2 separate regions of the Ovis aries genome follow, and region 2 is linked to region 1. Evidence: chromatin contacts called from public Hi-C data. All regions are on one chromosome and are shown on one strand. Each heading gives the region's core, a stretch centred on a gene start, on an enhancer-like site or on the middle of the called end of the contact. The rest is flanking DNA. Distances are from core to core; before and after follow the strand shown.

What was found. A called contact is a pair of places that touch in the nucleus more often than the background predicts.
Region 2: a Hi-C map of muscle shows a contact between it and region 1, with 2.9 times the contacts expected there. The contact joins the promoter of EMSY here to the promoter of WNT11 in region 1. A contact is called at or near these places in 3 of 16 Hi-C or Micro-C datasets (blood, hypothalamus and muscle).

The regions. Positions count from the first base shown.
Region 1 is chr15:54,401,784-54,404,483 of ARS-UI_Ramb_v3.0, reverse strand. WNT11 (Wnt family member 11) reads left to right here and starts at 1,374. Exons shown (of 6, transcript XM_060399452.1): 1 at 1,374-1,618. LOC121816704 (a long non-coding RNA gene) reads right to left here. Exons shown (of 4, transcript XR_006056384.2): 1 at 2,379-2,700; 2 at 2,141-2,201; 3 at 1-1,808.
Region 2 is chr15:54,620,524-54,623,223 of ARS-UI_Ramb_v3.0, reverse strand. It overlaps EMSY (EMSY transcriptional repressor, BRCA2 interacting), which reads right to left and starts at 1,306. Exons shown (of 19, transcript XM_060399493.1): 1 at 1,196-1,306. LOC132657828 (a long non-coding RNA gene) reads left to right here and starts at 1,631. Exons shown (of 2, transcript XR_009596538.1): 1 at 1,631-2,016.

The sequences.
Region 1 (2,700 bases), core at 125-2,624:
TGCCCGCTTGGCAGCTGTGTGTGTCCTCACTGTGTGCATGGAAACGTGTGCTTGTGCATAAACTGGATGCGGACAGTCTGCATGTTCAGCCTCATCTTGAAGACGTGTATGGCCATTTAACTTACATGTGCTGCTGAGTGTGTGGGGGCATGTGGTTTGTCCAACTATCTCCTGAGGGTGTTTGTGACCATTTGGAGGTTAAGTCTAGCCCTGTGTGCAAGGGAGACTGCCTGCTTACATGCAGAGATACTTTCATGGCTGAGAACATGTGGGGGGTTCTGTGGGCTCAGATGAATGTGTTGTATATGCAGGGACCTGTAGCCAGGTTAGGACAGCCTATGGGAGCCACTTCACAGGTGGCTGCAAAGAACAGGGGAAAGAGTAACCAGGTGTTTTGGGGACCTGAAAGAAGTCTTTTTTCACCAAATCTGTTTCTCCTGCTAATGAACTAGGTTATCCTTGGACTTGAGGCTCCTGGGGTGGAAGGGATGGGGGGAGACAGAAGTCAAGAAATCCAAAGCACCTGACCCAGCAGTTAGAAATGGGAGTGGAGTAGTATCAGCCAGGAAGGGCCAAGGTGGGGGTGGAAGGTGTGGGTACTCAACCAGTCCCAGGGAAGTTGCCCCTGAAACATAGCCCCAGCCCCAGGCTAGGTCTATAGTGCACAAGAAGCACCATAGTCTGCTTTAGCTTCTGAAACCCAGTCCTTGGCTGGTGGTCTCCCCGGGACCAGGCAGACTCCCCAACACTCATCCCATAGATGGGACATCTGCCTTCTTGTTGCCTAAGGTTTACAGCCGCCTCGCATGCAGCACACAGTCCTCGCACCTCTTTTCTTTGCTGAGAGTTTCCAGAACTGGAGCAGAGGAGGTCTGGAGAGGTGAGCTGGAGAAGCTGGTCCTGGGCTGCCACGGCAGCTCTCTTGACCCACGACGCTTATAGTAATGGAGCTTCAACATCAACTCCTACTGACACCCGGGCTCCGCACTCAGACCTAAGTCTGACTTCCCTCTGAACCGTGGCTTCCTCTTCTGCCCAACCAGACAGGGTGGAGGATCCAAACGGGGCTTGCTGTCAGGTTTAGAAATCAGCCATACCTGGGCCCCAAGCGCCCCGGGCACGCAGTAGGCTCACAGCCCGCACGCTCAGTACACACCACCAGTTAGAGTTATAATTAGTAAGTCTCTTTGTAGCTCACAGGGTGCGACGTCCTCTCGTGCCGCTGGCGCCGCGGGTCCGTGGCATCCGCGGGGACCCCGCCCCCGCCCCCCGCGCTCGCGGCCCGAGCCACCCGATGGGGTTTCTGCGCGCTGACGTGGGCGGATCAAAGCAGCTGCCGGCTCCTTATAAAGCAGTTCGGGCTGCCCGCGCCTGGAGACCGTGCCGGGTGAGGAGCAGAACTCGGTCGAGTCAGCGAGCGCAGGCCTGGGGAGCCGAGCGCCCTCCAGTCCCCGAGGGACCCCAGCCGGCCGCGGCTCGCCAGGATCCCGGGCGTCCTTTCCAGGCAGCTCGCGAAGAGGACGCCCCCGCCGCCTGCCCAGCCGGGAGAGCGCTCGGGTCCTCCAGGGGCCGCGCTCGCCGCTCCCCGGCCCGCCCGGCCAGGCGAGCGCCCCAGGAGGTGAGCCGTGGCCGCAGGCAGAGGGTGGGCTCTCAGCGGGGACCTGCCAGACCGGGGGCGGGTGTGGGGGACCCCGTTGGGCATCCGCTCCCGGGCAAGCAAAGCCAGTCCTCCTCCGTAAGTCTGTTCCGTGGCTCTCCCAGGCAGTCCCTTCGCTGAGAGCAACCGCTGGGGCCTCGGGGCGCGGGCTCTAAGCGGATGAGAGGTAGAGGTAGGCTGTACAGACCCCGCGGCCTGCCTCGAGCCTTCCAGTCCCGCTTCTCCCCCCCGCCCCATTCGACCCTCTCCCTCCGAGTCAGCCCACGGATGAGGTCATGCCCGAGCCATCCCGGGGGTGGGGGACTTGGATCCAGCGGCAGAGGGTGTGTGTGGTGGGGCGGGAGAAGGTGGCAAAAGGCAGAGAACGACTGCAGCTCCTACTAAATTGGGGGCGGGGGCGGACGGCTCGCTTTGAGACCTGCTTCCAGAAGCGGCAGGGTGGGGGTGGGGGGAAGGGGGAGAATCGAGAGTTTGTTTACAGACCTGAGCTCCAGGCTAGGGGAGATAGGGAGGAAGAAAGTCCAGTCCCGGCCCCGAGGCACCTCTGGAACAGCCGGGAACATCTGGCTGAGCTCGCGCACGGGCCCCACACCTCCCACCTCCCCGAGCTTAGGTACCTCCAAGACCCTCACGGTCCTTAGGCGCTCGAGGTCTGGCTTAGAGGGGGTAGTGGGAGGAACCCCGAGTTCCCCCACCCCACCCTTCCCAATTCCAAACTAACCCGTTTCGCGGGTCACCCGGCGCATCGTCCGCAGCCCAGCAGGCACATCTAGCAAGACTCGCGGCCAGAGTCAAAGCCGTGTTGAGGGCCTCGCCTTGCTTGGCGTTGCAGGTAACCTTGAAGCAGTCGCTCGGCGTCACCGGCTCTCTGGGTCGGCTCTGTAAGCTGCGCACCCCCTGGCTTCGGGCCGGGCCCGAGGCGACCTTCGCGGCGTGGACACAGCGCGAGCGCCGGGTGCGGGTTCCCGGGCCGGCGCGGGTGTTTGGTGTGCGCCCGTCGACTCTGGCTCAGAGGGGCAGCCTCTCAGGCAGAGGGGTTTCCA
Region 2 (2,700 bases), core at 57-2,556, 220 kb before region 1:
GTCCTAAGATGCTAAGTGGGTAAATGGAACTGTCTCCTCGTCTTAACAATGAAAGATGAATTTACACCCCGAAGTCTTTACAAAAGCGTTTCCCAAAAGTTTAGATGTCAGAAACTTTGGACTGGTAATCCCCTGGTCTAGAAAAAGACAACGGCCCTGGGCCCTTGCACAATACCTGCTTAGCCCACAGCAGATCCGCTGTAAATATCTGTTAAATAAATGATTGAGAAGAGTAACACGAATGAATGAATGAGTGAATGTAAGAATGAGCGAGCTCAGTGTCTAGACTAGGAGTCAGGCATCGATCCGTAATAACTACCATCTCTTTTCCAAGAGCTAGGGCTGCTAACTCCAGCTCCACGCCTGGAGTTGAACCCCCTCCCCCTACTTCCCATAGTCCTCTCAGCTAAGAACCAACCCAGAGCAAGGAGAACTGGACTGCGCGCCCCAGTCGGCAGAATGACATAAAGAAAAGGGGTGGGGAAGAGGAAGAAGGGGCAGAGCCAAAGGAATCCGCTCCCTCCACAAGCCAGTCCCCGCCTCCCGACAGGATCTTGGAGGTGGCCGGCGACCGCCGGAATCAAGCACCACGTCACGGCATCCCGATGCGTCCCCGCCAGAGGACCTTACTGCGGGGCCGCATCGCACTGGAAACCTGCGCAGAGGTTGCCGGAGCCCGCTCCGGAAAACTGAATCCTGTCTAATCCTCCCCCCACTCAAGTGTCAAGGAGGCTAGCCTGCCCCGCCCCCTCCCCAAACACGCACTCTCTCGCAACACCACAACAAGAGTAGCCCGCCCACCCTCCTCACCCGTGCCGCTCAGCACCCACCCCAATGTCAAGCCCGCGACCCAAGCTCTGTAAGGACCAGTAGCCGGAGTGAAGGGCTCTGGTAGGCATCAGCGCCTCGCTCCCTCCTTAGCGGAGAGGACAACGGAGAGAAAGAGTAGACGCTCGGACACCCAGGTAGACGACCAAGACTCACCGGCAGGCCCCCAGGAGCTGGACCCCCGCAATTCCAGCACCAGGCCTGCCAGTTCCCCTAAGCCCACCTAGGGGAGCCCCACGATCCCGTTAGGAGACAACGGAGGATGGGGCTGGGCGCCCCAAGCCAGGCTCCAAATGCTTGGCCCGGCGGTCCTTCATACTGGCTATCCTGCCAGCTCTTCCCAGCACTCTGTCTGAGAGTCACCCACCTGCCCGGCCTTTCTGAGCTCATCTAAAAGGCTCCTCCGCCAAGACTAGGGGACACCAGGAATTGGGTTTGTTTGCGGTGCCTCTGAACGGGCAAGATGGCGACAGGTATCAGGGCGCAGGCGCAGCCGCGCGTTGCAAGTCGGGAGGTGTAGTTCGCCTTTCCCGCCTTTCGAAGAACGGACACCAGAAGATCTCCATTCTTCTGTCCCTCTTTTCCTCCACGTTTTGGAAGCAAAGGAGAGACATCGCGAGGATTGCTGGGAATTGTGGTCTGAACTCAAACTCCCTCCTCTTTCGCTCTCGGTGGGCACGCGCAAAGAAGGCTGGGATTGTAGTTTCTTCCATACCCTCCTCTCCCGGCTTCGCGCGCCTCTCCTCGGGTCTCTCAGCCAATGGGCTGGCTCTCCGCTACGTGTTCAGCTACGTGTGGCGTCACACGTAGCGACCAAGATGGCGTCGGTAGCTGGAGCAGAGGGTTCCCTGCGACCTTTATTCTAGGCGGGGTTAGGAAAGGTTGGAAAGTTTGCTGATCCCTGAAGCGCCGTTGATTAGGCTCGGATTCCTTAAGAGTATTGGGAGCAATTATCACGGCCTCCAGCCCCGCCAGACGCAGCTCGAGGAGAGAGCATCCGCGCTGCCAGACCTGACACTGGAAACCGCAGTTGGGCGTACCCGAACTTGGGGTTGCGGAGTTGCAAGTAGAGAAGGGGGACCCGAACGTTCTAGACTTCGGGTTTCTCCACCTGTGAAATGGGAATGGTAGTGCCATTTCTGTCAAAGGCAAGAAGGAGAAGGGATTTATTTGAGGCCCAGCGACTTGGTAGGTTCACCCTTTAGCCTTTGTTCTTAATCATAGAACAATTGTGTAAAGAGGGTATTGTTGCCCCTATTTAATGGATGAGAAAAAGGGCCCAATATATAGTTAATTGCGGCCGTAAGATCGAAGCCAGTACCTGCTGTTGTTGAAGATCTAATCAAATTTTGTGATTTCCCTCCCTTTCAAATTTTTTTCTTTGGGAAACGACTGCTCTGGTAAAAATGTTCAAATGGAAGAGTTTTTAATCTGCTTTATGATATTAACAAAGTTTCTTATAAATGTTAGGTTTATTTTACCCTATTGGGATGTGATACACAACGTACAGAAAAGTTCTTGGATCTCCATTGTAGCTTAGGTAGAAAAAAATAAATAACAACACGTGTGTACTATTTGCCCAGTAGCTAAGAATCCTCTCTGAGGCCCAGGAAAATTTTATAGTGTTGGAACCCAAGTCTGTCCCTTGAGAAAGTCAAGAAGTGGGACAAATAAGTCTCCCACCACACCATCCTTAATCTTCCAGTGCATTCTCTTCCATCTGTTTCCTGCTAAATTAAAGTATCACCTGTTTTCTGACCAATTTCTTAACTCTTGGAAAGATGATAAATGAAACTTTAATAGATTTTGAATATTCTTTTATTTGAGTCTCATAGCATCTTAGTGAGCCAAGTCTAATTAAGATTACTCCCT